2 separate regions of the Pan troglodytes genome follow, and region 1 is linked to region 2. Evidence: chromatin contacts called from public Hi-C data. All regions are on one chromosome and are shown on one strand. The core of a region is the stretch at or near the end of the contact, and the rest is flanking DNA. Distances in the headings are between cores, read along the strand shown.

Region 1 (6,990 bases), core at 1,841-4,340, 260 kb after region 2:
CTCTGGATCCCAGCTGCAAGATGAGGAATCTGGAGCTGAGAGAAGGGAAACGAGTTTTCCAAGTCATACGGCTGGTTAAGTAAAAGAGCCGGGATTATGACTTAGGTTTCCTGCCACCCAAGATTATTATTTTTTGAAACAGAGTTTCGCTCTGTCTCCCAGGCTGGAGTGCAATGGCATGATCTGGGCTCACTGCAACCCCCCCAGGGTTCTAGCGATTCTCCTGCCTCAGCCTCCTGAGTAGCTGGGATTACAGGCATGTGCCACCACGCCCAGCTAATTTTTCTATATTTTTAGTAGAGACGGGGTTTCGCCATGTTGGCCAGGCTGGTCTTGAACTCCTGACCTCAGGTGATCCACATGCCTCGGCCTCCCAAAGTGCTAGGATCACACGCATGAGCCACCGCGCCTGGCCTATCCAAGATTATTAAAATAAGTTTTCAGAAGCAACCCCCTACCGGCCAGGCGCAGTGGCTCATGCCTGTAATCCCAGCACTTTGGGAGGTGGAGGCGGGTGGGTCACCTGAGGTCGGGAATTCGAGATACTGTGAAACCCTGTCTCCACTAAAAATACAAAAATTAGCTGGGCGTGGCGGTACACGCCTGTAATCCCAGCTACTGGGAGGCTGAGGCACGAGAATTGCTTGAACCTGGGAGGCAAAGATTGCAGTGAGCTGAGATCGTGCTACTGCACTCCAGCCTGGGCGACAGAGCCGTCTCAAATAATAATAATAATAATAGATTTTTTTAAAAAAAGCAACCCCCTAGTGACTTCTTAGAGCAAATCATCAGACAGTTGGGGTAAAATTCTGAAGTGGATTAAGGGAGGGGTGCTGGTTTGCCTGGATGACTACATGAACATAGCCCTGGAACCAACCAAATATGTAACTGGACAACAGAAAAATAAGTACAGGGTGCATTAATCAGAGGCAACAATGTTTTGTAGTTAAGTACACAGAAGACACGATGTGAAGACACCAAGAGAACAGTACTTTTCATGGTTAGACACATTTCTTAGGTATTTTTTCTACTTTGGGGTTCTTTTGTGATATAATTTGTCCTGTTTTCATAATTTTTTTTTTCCTGACATGTAAGATAAATGTATCTAATTGTGGGCTTACTTGTAAAGAGTTTTCACATTTAAGTTCCAGTCATTTCATTTTATCGCTGTGTCTGTGTACAGAATGCTAAAGAATAAGACATAAAAAATAAAAGTACAGTTATAAACACCTCTTTTAAAAGGCAGAGACTGTTCGCTTGGGCAAAAAAAAGCAAGATCCAACTACATGCTATCTACAAGAAACCCACCCTAAATACAACAGGTAAAAGGAAGCTAAATGGAACGTGGGTCCTGGCTTGTACTCTGGCATGTAAAGAAAACATTGGAGGAAGAGGCGGTGAAATCCCAGTAAAGTCTGGGTTTTAGTTACAGTAATGCATCATGTCAGTATCTACAACAAACCACTTTTGTTGGTGCTTGTGATGACAGCATCAGAAGAAACTGGGCATAAAACATGCTGGACTGCGTATGATCTTTCCAACTTTTTTTTCTTTTTGAGACAAGAGTTTCACTCTTGTTGCCCAGGCTGGAGTGCAATGGCGTAACCTCGGCTCACTGCAACCTCGGCCTCCTGGGTTCAAGCGATTCTCCTGCCTCAGCCTCCCGAGTAGCCGGGATTACAGGTGCACGCGCCACCACGCCCAGCTAATTTCTGTATTTTTAGTAGAGACGGGACTTCACCATGTTGGCCAGGCTGATCTTGAACTCCTGACCCCAGGTGATCCACCCATCTCGGCCTCCCAAAGTGTTGGGATTACAGGCGTGAGCCAGCGCGCCCGGTCTTTGCAACGTTTTGAATAAATCCAAAATTATTCCAGAACAAAAAGCTTAGTACCAAAAAGAAAACAGAAACAAAAACAAAACAAAACAACCCCCCCCCCACAGAGTAAAATAACGGAAAAAGATCTACTATGCTAGCACTAACAAAATAATACGTAGTTATGAAAATGGTATGTATTTTTCAAGCTAGAAGTTCATAATGGTAGAACATGAGGAGGAAAACTGCCTCTTAAATCCCACCACTTACTGTGACACAGTGACCGGTCCCTGCAGCGGACTGGATAGTTGTATCAGAGTCCTGGACGGAAACAGATGGCACTCAAAAGGTGGCGCGCAGTTCAGAGAAATGCCTATGTACGGATTTGGTCCAATGCCTCAGCCTGACCTCAGGGACCTTCGGGGGTCTGCTCCGCGCCCACCCTTACACATCTGTGACCCCACACACTTCCACCCCAGCGCCACTGCCAACAGCTACACCCATCCCCCTCCAACCGCGTCAGCTTCCAGCCTCGGTCCATCTGAACTCGCCGTGCCCCCTCCACTGCGCCCTTCCAGATTCATTTGCTAGGGAAGCCCGCTCTTCCGGGTGGAGCTGTTCCTCATCCCCTTTCTTTATCATTCTCTCCCCAGGGCTTCCACATCACCGTGCTGTGGACAATCTCGGAACTCCTGTCGCGCCAGTTTACATTTAGGAACAGTAATGGCTCCCACTGACTCAGTCAAAACAAGGCTGCGGCCGGGCACGGTGGCTCACGCCCGTAATCCCAGCACTTTGGGAAGCCGAGACGGAGGGATCACGAGGTCAGGAGTTCGAGAACAGCCTGGCCGACATGGTGAAACCCCGTCTTTACTAAAAACACAAAAATTAGCCGGGCATAGTGGCGCGCGCCTGTAATCCCAGCTACTCCGGAGGCTGAGGCAGAATTGTTTGAACCCAGGAGGCGGAGGTTGCAGTGAGCAGAGATCACGCCACTGTACTCTATCGTGAGCGACGACAGAGCAAAAGCAAGACTTCGTCTCCGAGAACAACAACAACAGCAACAAGAAAACAACAATAAAAAAAATAAGGCTGCGTGGGAGGCAGAAAGAGCTAATGCGGCCACGCTTGTCCCCTCGGGGCCACCGTCCCCACGCAGACTTCCGGTCTGCCTTAAAATGTTCTTGCGTAAGTGCGTGGGCAGGAGGGCGGGCTCAAGCGTAGCTCGTGGCGTTCATTGGCTGTTCAGGGCCGAGGGAGGCGGTGCAAGGCCACCGCGTGACGTCAGGACGCCGCGGTCAGGACGTCGAAGCCAAAGAAGACCAGAGCCAGCCGGGTGGCACAGCGGTGTCGTGGCCGTGTTGCTGATCGCCTGGGTGGTTGTTGGCGTGTCCCTGCAGCGAAGGGTCCTGGTTGGTAAGGGGAGCGGCGGGCGAGCAGGCGGGCGGGGATAGCATCTCCTTTTGGTCTTGTGCCCCGCGAGCCCCGAGGCCTTCTCGGCCGTCGCAGCAGCAGACGCCGCGCGCGAGCGTCGACAGGGTGTGGCGGCGCAGGGGCAGCCACTGCGCCTGCGCACCGGGCCTGGGGCCGCGCGTTCGGGCACTAGCGCGCGTGCGCCGTCGTCTTCTACTTTCCGTTCCTCTCCCTTGGAGTTCTCGGGGCCCCGGGGCGCCCCTCACTCGCCGTTGACCGGGTGTTGCCCCGGGCGACGGGCGGCTCCTGCGCGTCTTTCTGGGGCGTGGTGCGCAGTCGCGGCCTGGGCAGTGGCTCCGTGGCTAGTCGTGGGGATCCGGGCGGCCTCCTCCACCCGGCGTCCTCCTTTGCCTTCGCCCAGCCTGCGGGACGGCCAGGTGCTCCCGGGACCTCAGGCCTTGCGTCTGATGCCTGTCTCTGTTCTTGAGACCCGTCCGGGAGTCCTCTGTCCAGCCCCCAACTCCTGACCTTACCTCTGATCTCCCTTCTGCCCTGGGGCTCCTCTTCCTGTGTCCCCGCCACGATCCCTCGTCTCCACCCACGCCCTGTGTCCTGTTTAAGTTAAGCCTTTGCGTTTCTAGGGCTTTTCCCCAGCTCCAGACTCCCGTTCCTATCCCGTCAACTCGTGAGAATTCCGGTTCTCCTGCGGGTTTAATTATCCTACTTATCAGCTACTCCCTCTCGGGAGTTTAGGCTCCTGAATCCTTGCTCCGGAGACACTCCACTTTTCTTCCAGTTCTCTCTGTACCCCACTCTTAATTCGTTGAACATGTTTTGGGTCGTCTTTGGCATTCCCAAAGCTTTATGTCCAGACACCCAACCAAGGTGATCCCTCTTCTCTCCCAGCCCTACCCCTGCTTCCGGGAACCTCCCGTGGAAGCAGGCAGGGGTAGTCCCACTGAGGACTCCCACGTAGGTCTCTTTACTGCCCTTCGGAGACCTTTTTGAAATCAGTCTGTCAGTGCTAAGAACCCATTTCTTCACGTTGGGGTTCACGTTGGCATTCTCAGGAACGCTCAACGACCACTTGCTTCCAGGTTTAACTTCCGGAAAATCCCCTTTTCCTCTCAAAATTTTCTTCTTTTCTCCAATATTCTTGCAGCCCCCTTGATGCTCCCTGAAAGGCCTCCCTTTTCACAGAGTTCTCGGAAACCTTTCCACCCTCTCAGCCTTAAGGGTTCCCTCAGACTCTTCTCATTATAGCATCCATCCTCTTGGTTCAGGTTCCTTTCACAACCCGTATTCCCTAGCTTTTTTTTTTTTTTTTTTTTTTTTTTTGAGACAGAGTTTTGCTCTTGTTGCCCAGGCTGGAGAGCAAAGGCGCAGTCTCAGCTCACCGCCGTCCGCCTCCCGTGTTCAAGCGATTCTCCTGCCTCGGCCTCCCTAGTAGCTGGGATTACAGGCATATGCCACCATGCCCGGCTAATTTTGTATTTTTAGTAGAGACGTGGTTATTCCATGTTGGTTAGGCTGGTCTCGAACTCCCGACCTCAGGTGACCTGCCCGCCTTGGCCTCTCAAAGTGCTGGGATTCCAGGCGTGAGCCACCGCGCCTGGCCCCTAGAATTTTTTTTAGACCTTTTCCCCTTGTTGGAGGCACCCCTACCCTCTGGACCTTTCATCACACCCTCTCTTTGCTCACATGGGTTTCAGACCCTTCTCCTTCCCTTTGGGAAGTCTGCTCTGGCTTCCCTGTTTCCAAATCCTTCGTTTTCCACCTGGAGCTCTACAAAGGGGCCAGGGGCTTCCCCTCACTCCAGCCTTTCTAGTCCACACCCAGAACTCTTCAGATCCTTGACCCCAGTGGCTTCTCAGCCAGCCTCCCCTTTTCTGCCTGGCTTCTCTTGAGTCCATCTACTTTTCTTCCCCACTTTGTGACGTGTTTTTAGCTCCCCCTTAAGTCTCCCTAACTCATTCTTTTTCTCATAGACAGTGAAAAAGCAGTCTGGCTCCCGAGGTCCACCCCTTATACCCCAAGGTCCAGATGGCGGCCAACGTGGGTGATCAACGTAGCACAGATTGGTTAGTGAGGCGAGAGGGATGGAGGCCAGTCGGGAGGGAAAGAGGAAGCAAGACCCAGTGCTGTCCTCTGGGGTGGGACCTCCCGTGGCCTTAGGGGAAGTGATGCCACAATCCCTGTGGGTGGGGGTGGTGGTGAGGCAAACACAGAGGGAAGCATTTGGTTGTGGTGTGGAGAGGGGCAAGCCTTCACCTCTCTGAGCTTTCGTTTTTCACAGTACAGCGCTTGCTTTGCAGAATTGTGATGATTCATTCAAGCAAGTGTAATTAGGAGGCAGCTTCCCAACACTCAATACACAGTCATTTATTTGTTTTTCTGCTGATTCCTTACTTTTTCTCAAAATAGTGTGATAACCTGCCGACTGGGGTGATGTCAGACAGAATTCATTGATTCATGAAAGACATAGCCCTAGGAGGTGCCAGGGCTTGTGTTCAGTTCTGTGGGTTCTGTTAATTGTTTTGTTTGTTTGGTTTTAACAACTGCTGTGTGCCAGGCTCTGGGATAAGTACCTTAAGTGGGTGATCTCATTTATCCCTCCCAGCAGACTCTGAAGCAGAAACCCTTTGTCAGTATAGTACAGATCAGAAAACTTAGGCTTAGATTGGTAGTAACAGTTAGATATGGGATCCAGGGGCTGGAATTTGCTCCCAACTTGCCCACCTGTGTACAGTGGGGAGAACAGGTGTGACTTGATGTCCTCTCTCTCTGCAGGTCTTCTCAGTACAGCATGGTGGCTGGGGCAGGCCGAGAGAATGGCATGGAGACGCCAATGCACGAGAACCCGGAGTGGGAGAAGGCCCGCCAGGCCCTGGCCAGCATCAGCAAGTCAGGAGCTGGTGGCAGCTCTGCCAAGTCCAGCAGCAATGGGCCTGTGGCCAGTGCACAGGTGAGAAGGCCTTGTGGGGCTGGGGTACCCTGAGCTAGAGGTTGTGGGAGGGACACAGTCTGGCGTCCTCTTGTATCATTCAGATGGGGTGCTCTGAGGGGAAACATAAAAAGACGTTCCAGGGTATCTAAATCTGAACGGGAAAAAGTTCTGTTTCCTTGAGGAAATTAGGGCGTGATGTGGTTCTGAAGAGGGAGGCCATGCCCATGCCCCTGGTCTCTAACGTGCGTGAGTCTCATGGTAGAGACAGTGGCTCACTTTGCAGATACATGGACCCAGTTTCATCCCTTGGCAATTGGCCACCAGTAAACAGGCTTGCCCTTTGGGGGCTGTGTGCCTGTGGATTTGGGCTGCTGATGGCACATGTGCCTCTCTGTTTCCACAGTACGTGTCCCAGGCAGAAGCCTCAGCTTTGCAGCAGCAGCAGTACTACCAGTGGTACCAGCAGTACAACTATGCCTACCCCTACAGCTACTACTATCCCATGGTGAGTCCCCAGCCGGCGGGGCGGGGCGGGGCGGGGCGGGGCGGGGCGGGGCGGGGCGGGGCGGGGCGGGGAAGGGTGGGGCGAGGTGGAGTCTGCTGGGACGGGACGGGCTGGGGCAGAGCGAGGTGAAGTGGAGTCTGCGGGATGGGGCCGGGTGGTGGATGGACTGGAGATCGCAGTGATAACTGCTCAGAAACCCTCTAACTTGCCCAGGAGGTAAATTCCTAGGTCCCCGCCATGAGCCACAAGGTCCTACATACCCGGTTCTGGTCCCTTCTCTCCTCACGCTCATTCTGCCATGGCCATCG
Region 2 (7,389 bases), core at 1,855-4,354:
ATTCAGCTCCCCAAGCATGCCCAGCTGGTCCTTGGCAACCCATGATGGAAACCAAGGGTTCCTCTTATATTACCCATGCTCCTTTCAGAGAGGAAGGGCTAGAGGGCTCCAGCCTGAGTGAGAGAGAGAGAGGAGGAAGCATGAGGGGTTTGTGGAAGAGGGCCCGGTGCCATATGACTGGAGCATGCTTCTGAAGAGGATCAGGGTGAGGCCAGATCTCATCAGCTGACCCTTGAGCAACATGGGTCTGAACTGCTCAGGTCCACTTTTATGCAGATTGAAAGAAGTAAAGGTTACACAGAGCATGCCTGCCTCTCCTGCTTTGCCTTGTACCTCCTCCACCTCTGGCACCCTGAGACAGCAAGACCAAACCCTCCTCTTCCTTCTGCACCTCTGCCTACTCAGAATGAAGACAAGGATGAAGACCTTTATGATGATCCACTTCCACTTAATGAATAGTAAATATATTTTCTCTTTTTTAGAATTTTCTTAATATTTTCTTTTTTTTTTTTTTTGAGACGAAGTCTCGCTCTGTCACCCAAGCTGGAGTGCAGTGGCGCGATCTTAGCTCACTGCAAGCTCCGCCTCCCGGGTTCACGCCATTCTCCTGCCTCAGCCTCCCCAGTAGTTGGGACTACAGGCGCCTGCCACCACGCCCGGCTAATTTTTTGTATGTTTAGTAGAGATGGGGTTTCACCATGTTAGCCAGGATGGTCTCGATCTCCTGACCTGGTGATCCGCCCGCCTTAGCCTCCCAAAGTGCTGGGATTACAGGCATGAGCCATCACGCCCGGCCAATATTTTCTTTTCTCTAGCTTAATTCATCATAGGAATACAGAATATAATACATATAGCGTATAAAATATGTGTTAATTGACTATGTTATTGGTAAGGCTTCCAGTCAACTACGAGTAATTTTTTTTTTAAATCCTGAGACAGTGTCTTGCTCTGCCAGCTGGGCTGGGGTGCAGGGGCATGATCTTAGTTCACTGCTGCCTCAACCTCCTTGACTCAAGCAGTCCTCCCACCACAGCCTCCCAAGTAGCTGGAACTACGGGCACACGCCACCACACCCAGTTAATTTTTCTGTTTTCTGTAGAGTCTGGGTTTTGCCGTGTTGCCCTGGCTGGTCTTGAACTCCTGGGCTCAAGTGCTCTGCCCATCTCAGCTTCCCAAATCCCACCTGGGGTTACAGGTGTGAGCCACGGTGCCTGGCCTAGTAGTTAAGTTTTGGGGAAGTCAAAAGTTATATGCAGATTTTCTTTCTTTCTTTCTTTCTTTTTTTTTGAGGCAGTCTTGCTCTGTCGCCCAGGATGGAGTGCAGTGGTGCGATCTCGGCTCACTGCAATCTCCACGTCCTGGGTTCAAGCGATGCTCTTGCCTCAACCTCCTAAGTAGCTGGGATTACAGGCACCTGCCACCACGCCTGCCTAATTTTTGTATTTTTAGTAGAGACCAGGTTTTGTCATGTTGGCCAGGCTGGTCTCGAACTCCTGACCTCAGTTGATCCGCCGGCCTCGGCCTTCCACATAGTGCTGGGATTACAGGCGTGAGGCACCGCGCCCAGCCTATATGGAGGTTTTCGGCTGAGCTGGGGGTCAGTGCCCCTCGCCCCCAGACTGTACAGAGTCAGCTGTGTTAAGATATTAAGCACCTTCAGTACACAAGACTCTGTGCTGGTTTTCTTTTCTTTTCTTTTTTTTTTTTACTCTAAATCATCAAACCCTATGAGGAAAGTCCTGTTACTTTCTCCCATTTAGCACTCTTGAAGAGGCTAATTTGCCTAAGATCAAGAGCTCGTCAGTGACTGCTGAGGTTCAAACGCAGATCTTTTTTAAGACTTGAGAACCTACAGGTTCAACCACCATTATAAAACCATCTCTGTAATCACCAGGCACCCGGAATTTGTGGAGCTTGGACTTCATCCTGAAGGGAGTGAAAACTTATGGAAGTTTTTTCCTTCCACGTTTCCCCCTTCCAGATGAATAATATACGCGTGTTCAAGATACAAAAATGCATAAAATTTGGCCAGGCATGGTGGCTTACACCTGTAATCCCAGCACTTGGGGAGGCTGAGGCGAGTGGATCACTTGAGCCCAGGAGTTCAAGACCAGCCTGGGCAATATGGCAAAACCCCGTCTCAAAACAACAAAACAAACAAACAAAAAACCCATAAAACTGAACAAGGTAGTTTGTAAGATATGGAAGTACAATGCAGATGACAATAATGACGATGGTAGCTACCACTAGGCGCTTTATTTATGCCAGACACTCTCCTCAACACTGGATAGACTCTCACTTAATCCTCACAAGCTTATGAGGTAGGCACTACCATCATTCGCCGTTTTACAGAGGAGGACGCTGAGGCACAGAGTGATTGAGAAACTTGTCGAAGGCACTGCAGCTGGCAAGTGGTGACGTGGCATTTGAATCCAGGCATCCGGATGGTGTGGATGCCGTGGAAGAGAAAGGGGCGGGTGGGACTGCTTCCTGAGGAGATAGTGACTGCCGAGGCAGCAGCGTAGGGAAGACAACTGAAGAACACGAGCTGTGGAGACAGACCATCGCATTCGGAGTGGAGAGATGGGTGTACAGACAGACAATAACCAGACTATATATAAAAAGAGAACTCTAGGTCACGCGCGGTGGCTCACACCTGTAATCCTAGCACTTTGGGAGGCTGAGGCGGGTGGATCACTTGAGGTCAGGCGTTGGAGACCAGGAGTTCAAAACCCCGTCTCTACTAAAAATATAAAAATTAGCCGGGCATGGTGGTGGGCGCCTGTAGTCCCAGCTTCTCGGGAGGCTGAGGCACGAGAATCGATTGAACCCGGGAAGCGGAGGTTGCAGTGAGCCGAGATCGCACCACTGCACTCCAGCCTGGGTGACAAGAGCGAAAAACTCCGTCTCAAAAATAAAATAAATTACTGATAATAATACTAATACCCCTTAAGTGGCTATTGATAATAATAGTACCATGGGGGGGGGGGGCAACTGCTCTGAGAGTGCTCTGTAAGTATGTATTGAAGATTGAGTAAATACATTTAAAATTCTTAGAACAGTATGTGGCACATAGCGTTCCAGAATGCCACATTATTGTTAGTGACAGAAATAATCTCGGCTGGGCGCGGTGGCTCACGCCTGTAATCCCAGCACTTTGGGGGGGCCACGGCGGGAGGCTCTCTCGAGGCCAGGAGTTCAAGACCAGCCTGGGCAACATGGCAAGACGCCGACTGTTAAAAAAAAAAAAAAAAAAGCTACCCGGGCGTCGTGGCGTGTGCATGTAATCCCAGCTACTGGGGAGGAGGTGGGAGGATCGCTCGAGCCCGAGAGGTTGGTCGGGGCCGCAGTGAGCCGAAATCACACCACTGCACTCCAGCCTGGGCGACAGAGCGAGACCCTGTCTCAGAAAGAAAAAGAAAAACCACCGTCCAGGGGCGGAGAAGGAAGGTTCTCCCTACTTCTCAGGTTTCCACTCCCTGGCCGGAAAAAACCTAGTCCTCCCAGGTTAGCACGCCGCTCTAGCCCAGCCTCACGTCTCCACTGCTTCTCAGCCAGCCAACGCCTCTTCTGATTGGCTCTGACGTGCGTGGTGCGTGATAACGTCACGAGACGCCGGCGTTACTATAAGAGCGCAGCCGTGGCGCTTGCGCGCCTCTTTCTCAGTGACCGGCTGGTTTGCTCAGGTGAGGTGCGGTGGTGTGCTTTTTCTCTAGGGTTTGGGTTGGATGGTGGCCCGGGCCTTCCGAGTTTCCATGAGTAAGCTAAAGACGTTAGGAAACAGAGCAGGGTGGTTGAACGGGAGTGCAGCACGGTTGTGGGGGCAGATACTGACTATGAGAGCGTTGGAGGTTATTCTCGCGAGATCGGATCTGGGCTCTGCGAGGTTTTGGCGTAGTTGTGGGACTGCGCAGGCGCCGTCTGGAGCCCTTACGCTTCTCTCCCGCGCAGGCGCAGACGGGGAAGCGGAGCCAACATGCCAGTGGCCCGGAGCTGGGTTTGTCGCAAAACTTATGTGACCCCGCGGAGACCCTTCGAGAAATCTCGTCTCGACCAAGAGCTGAAGCTGATCGGTGAGTGGCCAAGGCTTCCGGGAAGTGGTTCGGCTTCCGGGAGGCGGTTAGCACGTGGATGAAGGCGCCCATGTACTCTATCTAGTCCGTCCCCTAAATTTGGTACTATTCGTGGTTTAGGAAGGTTTTGTGAATCCAAAGCTGCCAGTCTAGTTGTTGTGCCAGTACGTGGGACTACACTTGTCCACCCCCTTCTCCCCACCAGGCGAGTATGGGCTCCGGAACAAACGTGAGGTCTGGAGGGTCAAATTTACCCTGGCCAAGATCCGCAAGGCCGCTCGGGAACTGCTGACGCTTGATGAGAAGGACCCACGGCGTCTGTTCGAAGGTGCGTATGGGAGTCCACAGCAGAGGGATGGGGTGCAGGGCTTGTGAGGTTCATTCTCCCTTCTGTTGCCTCTGTTCCAGTGATGAGAGTTGTGTCATTGGATAAATGGAGCCAGCCTTTTAACTTTTAGTGGCACTTGTGGAGTAGGAAAAGTGTATCTGGATCAGTCTTTGCCCTGTTTCTTAGGTGTGTGGCTTTTTTGCCCAGTTACTGGACCTTCAGTTTAGTAATGACCAGAGATAAAGATAGGCCTGGCACACCTGGGCACCCGTCTATATCTTTATATGATGTCTCAAAACAATTCTGTTTATGTGGCCTGTTTGCTAGTGGATGAGAGTAGACTATGAAGTGGAATTTCTGGGCTAAGTGATGGTGATAACAGGGTTTGCACATTTGCTTGGTTTGTTGTTTTTTTAATTAAGTTTTCTCGTTTTATTTAGTTTTTTGAGACGGAGTCTTGCTCTGTCGCCCAGGCTGGAGTGCCGTGGCGCAATTTCGGCTTACTGCAACCCCCGCCTCCTGGGTTCAAACAATTCTCCTATCTTAGCCTCCCAAGTAGCTGGGACTACAGACAGGCGCATGCCACCACACCTGGCTAATTTTACTTTTGAGACGGAGTCTCGCTCTATTGCCCATGCTGGAGTGTAGTTGTCGCAATCTTGGCTCACTGCAAACTCCGCCTCCAGAGTTCAAGCGATTCTCCTGTCTTAGCCTCCTAAGTAGCTGGAATCACAGGCATGGGCCACCAAGCCTGGCTAATTTTCTATTATTAGTGGAGATGGGTTTTCACCATGTTGTCCAGGCTGGTGCTTGTTTTATTAAGCTGGTCAAGGACATTTAGGTGGTATTTAGCAAAGGCCTGAACAGGAGAGAATCTGTAAAATGTCTCAGGGAACAGCATTTCAGGTGATGACTTTAGGAGGGCATGCAGATCACGTAGACTTAGGCTTACTTTACTAATTGTGGTGAAATATACATTAACTTGAAAGTGTACCATCTTAACCATCTTGTTTTAAAATCTACTCTGAGATGCGGTGTTATTGGAGTGCTTTCTACAGCAGATTGGCATGACCAAGATTGGCATTAGTATATCCTGAGACGCTGCTTTTGCCTGAGTTTGGGTAGTCATGATTTATGGTGAAAAGCAGTCTCTACACCTGAGCCCTGACTGTTAGGCATGAGAGTGGTCATCCATGTTAGGCGTTGAGAAAGTCCTGGAGCATGTTTAGCCACAGATTGTCACAGTTTGTCCCAGGCTTGCAGATGTTAGAAGCTTTTTCTTTAAATAGGCACAGGATCTTGCAGTGTTGCCCAGGATGGTTTCCAACTCCTAACCTCAAGTGATCCTTCCACCTCAGCTTTCCATAGTGCTGGGGTTACAGGTGTAAGCCACCGCACCTGACCCTTTCATTCTTTTCGTCAATTTGTAGACCCCGTTGGCAATCTCATGAAAGTGCTGGAGATCCCTCCCCCATAGATACTGATGCTGGGTGGGAATTCATCCCAGGGTTCTGTGGGGAGTGGGCTACAGCTGGTTCTGGTTTTAGGGAGGACTTTCTGGACATAGATCCTAATTGCAATGAAACTTACAGTCATGTGAGAAAGCGGTGCAGGTGTCTGAGGGTTATTTGTGGTTTTCCAAGGCAGAAGTGAAAATTCCCAAGGGGTACACAGTTGTTCAGGTGAGTACGCTTTCTAGTAAATGAAGCCATCTAGCCTAGTCAGGGACAGGAAGGAGGAGCTTGGATGTTTGCTCTTTGGTGTAATCCTGCCTTGATTCAGATCCAGCCTTTCCCACTAAGATGTGTGACTAGCGAGATTCTGAGTCTCGTCTGTTAAGACTGAACAGCCGCCAACATTTGGCTGGCAGTTAATAATCAACAGATAGAGGCCAGGCGTGGTGGCTCATGCCTGTAATCCCAGCACTTTGGGAGACCGAGGTGGTCGGATCACTTGAGGTCAGGAGTTCGAGACCAGCCTGGCCAATGTGGTGAAATTCCATCTCTACGAAAAATACAAAAATTAGCCGAGCATGGTGGTGTGCCTATAATCCCAGCTACTCGGGAGGCTGAGGCAGGAGAATTGATTGAACTTGGGAGACGGAGATTGCAGTGAGCCAAGATCCGCGACACTGCACTGGGTGACAGCGAGACACAAAACAACACGAACTCCCCCCCCCCCCCAGCACAACTGTGAAGAAATGTAGGAGTCATGTCCATTTTTCAGATAAGAAATGAAGGCATTGTAATACCTGACTGCCTTGTATGATGACAAGGACCTGTTTCCCACTGAGGTCCTCCCTGGTTTGCATTTTTAAAGCATTTTAAATTCTCTTGGTGCATTGGCCCAGCGGAGCCTCAGCAGTAGGACATGCTTTTGTTGAAGGTGTAAGGTTTATTGTGCTGTTGAAAACTATTGTCTTCATACTTAAAGGTTTTGCCTGTGGCTGACTCTCCTGTTCTTTTTCAGGAGATAGATGGTTTAATAAATGTGGGCCTGAGTGCAGTGGCTCATGCCTGTAATCCCAGCACTTTGAGAGGCCAAGGCAGGCGGATCACCTGAGGTCGGGAGTTTGAGACTAGCCTGACCAAAGTGGAGAAACCCCCTAGTCTCTACTGAAAAAATACAAAATTAGCGGGGCGTGGTGGTGCATACCTGTAATCCCAGGCTGAGGCAGGAGAATCCCGGGAGGCGGAGTTTGCAGTGAGCCGAGATCACGCCATTGCACTCCAGCCTGGGCAACAAGAGCGAAACTCTGTCTCAAAAATGATAATAAATGTGAAACATTTTTTTAAAATCATGCCTTTGTTTTGCCTAATGGTGACGATCTCACTTTGTCTCCCGGGCTGGAGCACAGTGGCATGGTCGTGGCTCACTGCAGCCTGGACCTCCTGTGCTTAAGTGATCCTCCTCAGCTCTAGTAGCTGGGACCACAATCCACCATGTACCACCATGCCCGGCTAATTTAGTTTTACTTTTTTGTTTGTT

The links. Hi-C and Micro-C count contacts between places; a contact is called where the count stands out from the background.
Region 1: a contact with region 2 is called in a Hi-C map of stem cell-derived neural progenitor cells, with 2.2 times the contacts expected there. The contact joins the promoter of LENG8 here to the promoter of RPS9 in region 2.

What each region holds. Positions count from the first base shown.
Region 1 is chr20:57,276,409-57,283,398 of NHGRI_mPanTro3-v2.0_pri, forward strand. LENG8 (leukocyte receptor cluster member 8) reads left to right here and starts at 3,091. Exons shown (of 16, transcript XM_054673503.2): 1 at 3,091-3,229; 2 at 5,219-5,311; 3 at 6,021-6,195; 4 at 6,581-6,682. The coding sequence starts at 5,274. It overlaps LOC129138085 (a long non-coding RNA gene), which reads right to left and starts at 2,972. Exons shown (of 3, transcript XR_010153973.1): 1 at 2,088-2,972; 2 at 1,122-1,187; 3 at 1-35.
Region 2 is chr20:57,016,754-57,024,142 of NHGRI_mPanTro3-v2.0_pri, forward strand. RPS9 (ribosomal protein S9) reads left to right here and starts at 3,105. Exons shown (of 5, transcript XM_016946984.3): 1 at 3,105-3,686; 2 at 3,952-4,073; 3 at 4,279-4,401. The coding sequence starts at 3,977.